Regions from separate parts of the Danio rerio genome. Here region 1 is linked to region 2. The links are chromatin contacts, called in public Hi-C maps. All regions are on one chromosome and are shown on one strand. The core of a region is the stretch at or near the end of the contact, and the rest is flanking DNA. Distances in the headings are between cores, read along the strand shown.

Region 1 (3,602 bases), core at 430-2,929, 320 kb after region 2:
ATTCCTTAAACATCAGAACCACATTCAGCAAAGCATACCTCAAGCACCATGTAGATTTTGCTTGTGGTCTCAATGACATGGTAGAGACGACATACATGTTGATGACTGAGGTTCTTCATTGCCTCAATCTCTATCTTTACTCTGGGCAGATCATCCTAGTAACATAAACACTTGAAAGACACTATTCTGAATTTCAAAAGTAAATTAAATCTCAATATCAGGAATAAATTCAGAAATAACTTCCTTCGTAATTATTAAGGTACTCATTCAAATGTTGTGATTCATGGTAAAGGCATTTAAAATGAATAACAAACCCCAAGATCTTTTTTCTCCATTATTTTGATGGCTACTTTCTCTCCTGTCAGTTTGTGTCTGCCAAGTTTGACCTTGGCAAACCCACCTGTGGATTAGAGTGGAATTCAATTGTACTCTTTATTGAAATTCTCTCTATATATAAATTATATATTATATATATAAATAAACAATTGAGGGACATTACCTGAGCCAATGGTTTCATAAACCTCATAGTGCTTGAGGAGTTCAGAAGTGCTGTCTACTGGCATACTGAATACACATACACCTGCATCAGAAACAGCATGCTTTTTAAACATATTAACATGAGATATGTTTAAAACCTCCTAACTGTCAATATCCCACAGGTGAGACACTTCTTTCTTAGTTTCTGAGTTTGTTTCTTAGCCTGAACTTATCTAGATGAACTACTTATAATACGTATATGATATAATTGATATAATATATCATTTTCAAAATAATAAATATTTTGAAATAAATTGTTTTAAGAGACAACATTACCACTGTATGTTAGCAACAATTCAAAATGTAAAAATAAATCTGTGGAGCATCAGTTTAAGTCATTGATATATAATTTACTTGCAAAACAAAAATATAAGAACAAAGAAAATCAGCTTTGAAAAAAACACTTAAGTAAATTTCACAGGCTACCAACTTTCATCGGCATATGTTTGTTTTGAGCATAAACTCCACGGGTCTAGAGAATTAAGGAAGCTATTCTTGCAGTATTTGCAACATGTCATGTAACTTAATTGGTTTAATGATAAAATAACTAAAATTTTGAAACAGTGAGTTAGGACGTTTTATGCTTGTTAGAAAGCCTCACGTCGTTTGCAATGTCGGTGATCATAACAACGGCACACAAAAGTAAAGTTTCAAGCACAAAGCCTAAACTTTATGTTCAACATTCAACTAAATAAATTTTTCTATCATTTTCTCGCCGTGAATGTGGCAATCATCTCCTCTTCCTAAAACTGTAACGTTACTAACGTTAGATCAGACAGTCGCACAAAAAGCGACGTATAAATCAGTATATCACACAAAATATTTTTTAAATGGAACTGGGTAGAAATATCATTAGTCATTAAATTACCTGACGTACACGCAGTACAGATTTATGAAAAGGGTTTGTTTTGACTGACATGTTTTAATAACAGACTTACCAACTGTGCTCCAATGATGGTCTTTAAAACGCCGATAAAAAAGAGCTCAAAACAACAAATAATGTACAATTTAAGAATGAAAACAGACAATCGGTTACGTTGTTACTTAAAAATTCGAATGTTTTCAATGCGATAAAATTACAACTTGGACTACCAAAACAATTCATTTGAACATGTTTTAAAATTTGAATTTCCCCCTTGGTGTCAGACGAGTTCCTGTTTCCGGTTACGGTTATACGGTAAAAGTCCTTTTGATCGTGATCCAGAAGTGTTTTGTTTCCCCAAATCAATCGCCTTTATAACTGAATAGAAAAGAAATAACGATACAGAAGAGTTTCTGCCGTGTTACTAATTCCAGGTCAGGTTTCATGGCAATATACTCTCATACATACATATAAAGCATAGCTAATTTCAACGTAAACAGCCATTTGAATCTGACACCTAACGTTACATGAAATATAATTGAATGAAATGTAATCTATCTACCCCCTGAATTAGATTATCCTTGAATCATTTTCTTAAAAAAACTGACCCCAAACTTTTGACCAGTGTATCTATCTATCTATCTATCTATCTATCTATCTATCTATCTATCTATCTATCTATCTATCTATCTATCTATCTATCTATCTATCTATCTATCTATCTATCATTTTAAATTTAATAATAAAAAAATACATCACAGTCATTTGGAACTAATTTTAATGGGGTGAATACTGCATTACAATGTTGGTTTTCATAATCCATCCATACACTCACTGATCACTCTTTCAATCATGCATTCATTTTCTACATGCAGCCTTGCCCACTATTTTCAAGAAATACAGTATGCCTATGGCTTACAGCATGCCTTATAAGTAAAGAGTACATGGCAGCTTTTTGGTATTCAGACACATGTACTTGTGGGTAAATGACCTTGCTTATAATTTAGTCATTTGCTATCTTTACGCACTCATATTTGTAATTTTCTGTCACCTTTGAACGAATTTCTACAATAATTTGATCATTGTATGGTGATTATATGAGCAGTGTTTTGTGAGGACTGGAAAAATAGGAGGAATGAATATAAAGAAATGACTTGTCTGTGAAAAAATAAACGAATAGCACCAAAATTAGATTGCTTCTATTTAAATTATAGATTGCTATTAAACAATTATATTGTTCCTCCACATCTATGATCCAAATTATCCTACCTTCTTGAAGTTAAACCTGTAAAGCATATGCAGATGTTGATTGAAAAATCTGCAATCACTCTGCAAATTCATTCATCCATCGGCTTTGGTATATTCATCTTAAAGAACACAAAAATGTTACTGCCTACTCAAGAAAATGTTGTTTGTATTTTGTAAACATTTATAACCCAGGTGATTACTGCAGAACACTTTTAGAGCATTATCTAATAGAAAGTAGGCATGGCAGACAGAAGAAAATTTACTGTATGTGCATAACATTGGTTAGAATAGTAGTGAGAAAGCAAGCAAGAGATAGCAAATTTAAGGAGAGAAGAGAATGTTGGAAGATACACAACACAGAATCCTGATCTATGCTTTCCTCATAAATAGAATAAATTACTGTAATCATAGTACAAAGACTTTTGGTTTAGAATTACATTCAATACTAAATAACTTTACCCCACATACAAATACTGTAAAACAAGCTCTATAGTACCCTGTTAGGAAATTATCTTCTCAGTACATTTGTCTTTTAGGCTAATCCATTCAAAACACTTAAATGGCAGGTTTATGTTTCATTGTCTGCATGTGTGTATGTATTAGTGCATGCTTATTACTGGTATGCCAGTACCTTTGGACACCGCCTTGGTGTTAATTTTATACATCTCATGAGATGGTTTGAGAAAACCACATTTAAGTTATTCTCACAGGTTTGTTGTAGTTTAGGGGGATGGGGGGACTACCCAATGTAGCTGTCCAAAGGTCAAAGGGCAGTGAGAGTGCGAAAGAGCTGAGTGAGGCAGAAGACTGAGGATGTTAATGCAGTGCATTGGCGGGCCAAGAGCTTAATACTGAGCTCAAGACAAGTCTTCCTTTCGGCAGCACTTCCCACTAGCTCTGCTGCCCGAGCAAAGTCCTGATAAGTTTTTGCAACATTTGCTAGTCCTGTAAGTGC
Region 2 (3,332 bases), core at 458-2,957:
TTTTGAAAATCACGATCACTATATATATATATATATATATATATATATATATATATATATATATATATATATATGTAACTAACATCTGCCCAACATCTGATGGCCAGAAAGTGATAATTTTTTTATATAGATTGTTAAAATATTGGTGTCTTTGATGCAGCAAGTCCAGAGACTGTTGCTTACACCATGATTTGATATAAAATTCACTTTACTGTGTGATATGACTAAAAAGTGGTCATAAACAAATATTTTCTCAATTCAAATGAGTTGCGGCTTGGACCCGGTAAAAGTATTTCATACGTCACCAATACTTCATGACTTAACCAGCAGATTGTACTTCATAATGCTTTAGCAATTTATTTGGCTGAAACATTTATTTACTCTGAACATAAATATACAATAAAACAATACAGTAAAAGTTGTTGTTGTTGTTATACCTGTTAAAGCTTAGGTCTATATTGTGATAATACCATATACCATGATAAAACCTCCAGCGAATAATCCCAAAAATAACATTCGGTATCACCATCCTTAAGCCTAAATTTATACAATGGTTTGGGTTGTGGATAAGACATCTGCATTAGTATACAACCTGAAATCTGATATATATTCAAGAGAAATTCAGCATTAGGTGAAGGAGTTGCAATCTGACCTGGTATTTTCAGCAGTAACAAGTACAGAGATGCTGCCTGGAGACCACAAAGTCTCTGTTCAAGACTGGGACTTTTGGTTTTAGCACTGAGGATGAAGTAAGACAAGACAGCCACCAGAGTTTTTGCAGAGACACCGTTCTCACCAAACACCACCCACACATTCTGAGGGGAAAACCAGAGGGGGTTTGCACAAATACTGACCAATAAACATTACAATTAAAAGTCACTGCCTTGTAATCTTATACTTCTGTGTTGTTGTCATCATCCTCATTGGAGAAGGGAAGCAGCTGCATGTACACCTTCTTGAAGACATCTGGGGTTTCCTTTATTTCCTTCTCAATAACAGGGTCAAGAGGGTCTGTGTGGGTGAACTCGAAATCCCACACTGTATCCACCCAGGCTGAAACACGCATTACAGAAAACAGTTACATTACAGAAAATGATGCCAATAAATAATGCAGACATTGCATTAGGTTTTAAGATGCACACAGTTATCAAGTGACTTGTTTATTTAGAAAGATATATTAAATTGTATAATTAAATATAAATGTACATAGTTGTGTGTGTGTGTATGTTTGTGTATATATATATATATATATATATATATATATATATATATATATATATATATATATATATATATATATATATATACATACATACAGTGAAACTGAAAACGCAAATCACTGTAAGTTAACGTTAGCGGTTCAGATAATAGGCTAGTTAAACATCATGTAGACATACAAACAGTGGCATTGCAGAATAAACAGCTTCGCATAAAACATCCTACATTCTGCTGTATTACAGAAGACTGCTCAAAACCAAAACAAGCCCTCGGGATGACAGCATCGGTCGCAGTTCAGCGTTTATCGAGGTTTACTAAATCATTACATACAAAACTCGTATACATATACGATCGGTTGTTACTGTTATATGGTGTTTACAAAAAAATGCCACTATACCTGTAGACACGCTGCTCAATTTTAATAACTGCAAAGCGCGTATCAACTCCATCTTAGTTCAAAATAACGCGCCAACAGCTCTATAGTGGAACCAGTGGAACATTACAAATCCCAGCATGCATAGCGGCATACGCAAGCGAACTCATAAATATTAATTAGGCAACGATCTTCTTATTTATTTTTCTTTTTTTAAAACCAAAGTAAAATCATAAATGCATGTACAAAAAACTATAAATATTCAATATCACAGTAAATAAAAACAATCCAAAATGCAAGTAGATGTCAAATAACGTTGAGGAGAAGTCACCATAATTAATATTCATGAAACACGTAAATCAAGCGCATGCGCAAGTTTTCATCCGTACGACGTACATTTACGCGGGTTCCTCAAAATACGTGTTTCGGACTGTAAACATGCAAAAACAAAACAGCTAAGGAGTATAAAAGGAGAATAACAAGTAGGTGACCAAATCTATGCGTATCACTAATTTAAAAAAGTAAGTTAGCACTAGTGTTAAAATGTACATACATTTCCTATGGTTTACTTGTAACACCTCTGCTACGTATTCCTACATTTGTTTGACAATTTCCACTTGAAGATCTGTCAGTCTGTATATTTGTTATATTGATTACTTTTTAAGTTTCCATTGTTGACATTGGACGTTAATTACAGTTAGCAAACATTAAAAGATACTTTTAAAAAGATAGAATCTTGTTTTTGTTAATTTCACCATTAGTAAATATAACATTTGGTTTTTATAATGAATTAACAAATATTTAATGGACATGGGGCAGGTGTTATTGGTAATGGACAGCTTTATGTCTAAATTTAAAGATAAATATTGTAATAACAAATGTTTTGCTCATTGTTAGTTTACACATTGACTAATGTTAACCACAATGGAGATTATTTTGAGCTTTTACTGTAACATTTTGTGCATCTGCGATCATTATTTATGATTATAAAATGACCAAATGTATTGATAGTGGATTGATGCACTCCTCAATTTACAATTTCAACAGAGCATTAATTTAGATTGATTGATTGAATTTGAAGGGTGTGGATTGTATATATAAAATAAATTGCATGCAAAAATAATTAAAATAAATGTTAAATAAACAGTGCTGTATGGTTTTCTTTATAGTCAAACATTAGTCAAGTACAGAAATTGAATAATGTAAAATAACTCTGTATAATCTTCATTGCATTAATTTAAAAAAATCTTCTTTAAAGTTCCAAATGTACTTTTTTGTGGCCAAAATGCTTTAAACTCTCTTGAAATGCCTTTGAAACACATGTAAATGATAAAGTTTCTGTCTGTTATGGTTATGCTTTGCAAAGACTCCACAAATCTCATGTACTCTCAACTGTTGTGCTGTTCAACTATAATCCTTACTCAACACTGCATCCTGCGATGTGACTTTTGCTGACACACACATTGCGATATCGATGCTGAAACGATATATGGTGCCGCCCTAATCAGAAATCTGTTCAGATCCTTTGTGTCAGAAGTCTTCATTGTATAATTGCTTATGGCCTGTTATCTCTATCTTACAGGTGACTGCAGTTTTCCTGAGCTCTTGTTCTGCTGGACTCTGAAGATCAAATCACATAGCATGAGAGAGATTTAGTCATACTCCAGTGTTTTGAGACAAGGATGACTGGCGGAAAGTGGCAGGACAGGGTGAAATCTGTGGAGCAGAGGGCATCATCCTT

The links. Hi-C and Micro-C count contacts between places; a contact is called where the count stands out from the background.
Region 1: a Hi-C map of an unstated tissue shows a contact between it and region 2, with 4 times the contacts expected there. The contact joins the promoter of melk here to the promoter of ncapd3 in region 2. A contact is called at or near these places in 3 of 18 Hi-C or Micro-C datasets (caudal fin, hematopoietic stem cells and an unstated tissue).

The regions. Positions count from the first base shown.
Region 1 is chr1:23,447,731-23,451,332 of GRCz12tu, forward strand. melk (maternal embryonic leucine zipper kinase) reads right to left here and starts at 1,680. Exons shown (of 18, transcript NM_206888.2): 1 at 1,476-1,680; 2 at 500-580; 3 at 315-400; 4 at 39-155. The coding sequence starts at 563. It overlaps frmpd1a (FERM and PDZ domain containing 1a), which reads right to left. Exons shown (of 17, transcript XM_005170936.5): 17 at 2,160-3,602. The coding sequence ends at 3,411.
Region 2 is chr1:23,131,288-23,134,619 of GRCz12tu, forward strand. ncapd3 (non-SMC condensin II complex, subunit D3) reads right to left here and starts at 1,708. Exons shown (of 35, transcript NM_200330.1): 1 at 1,616-1,708; 2 at 899-1,053; 3 at 653-815. The coding sequence starts at 1,667. primpol (primase and polymerase (DNA-directed)) reads left to right here and starts at 2,002. Exons shown (of 14, transcript NM_001037378.2): 1 at 2,002-2,073; 2 at 3,174-3,332. The coding sequence starts at 3,274.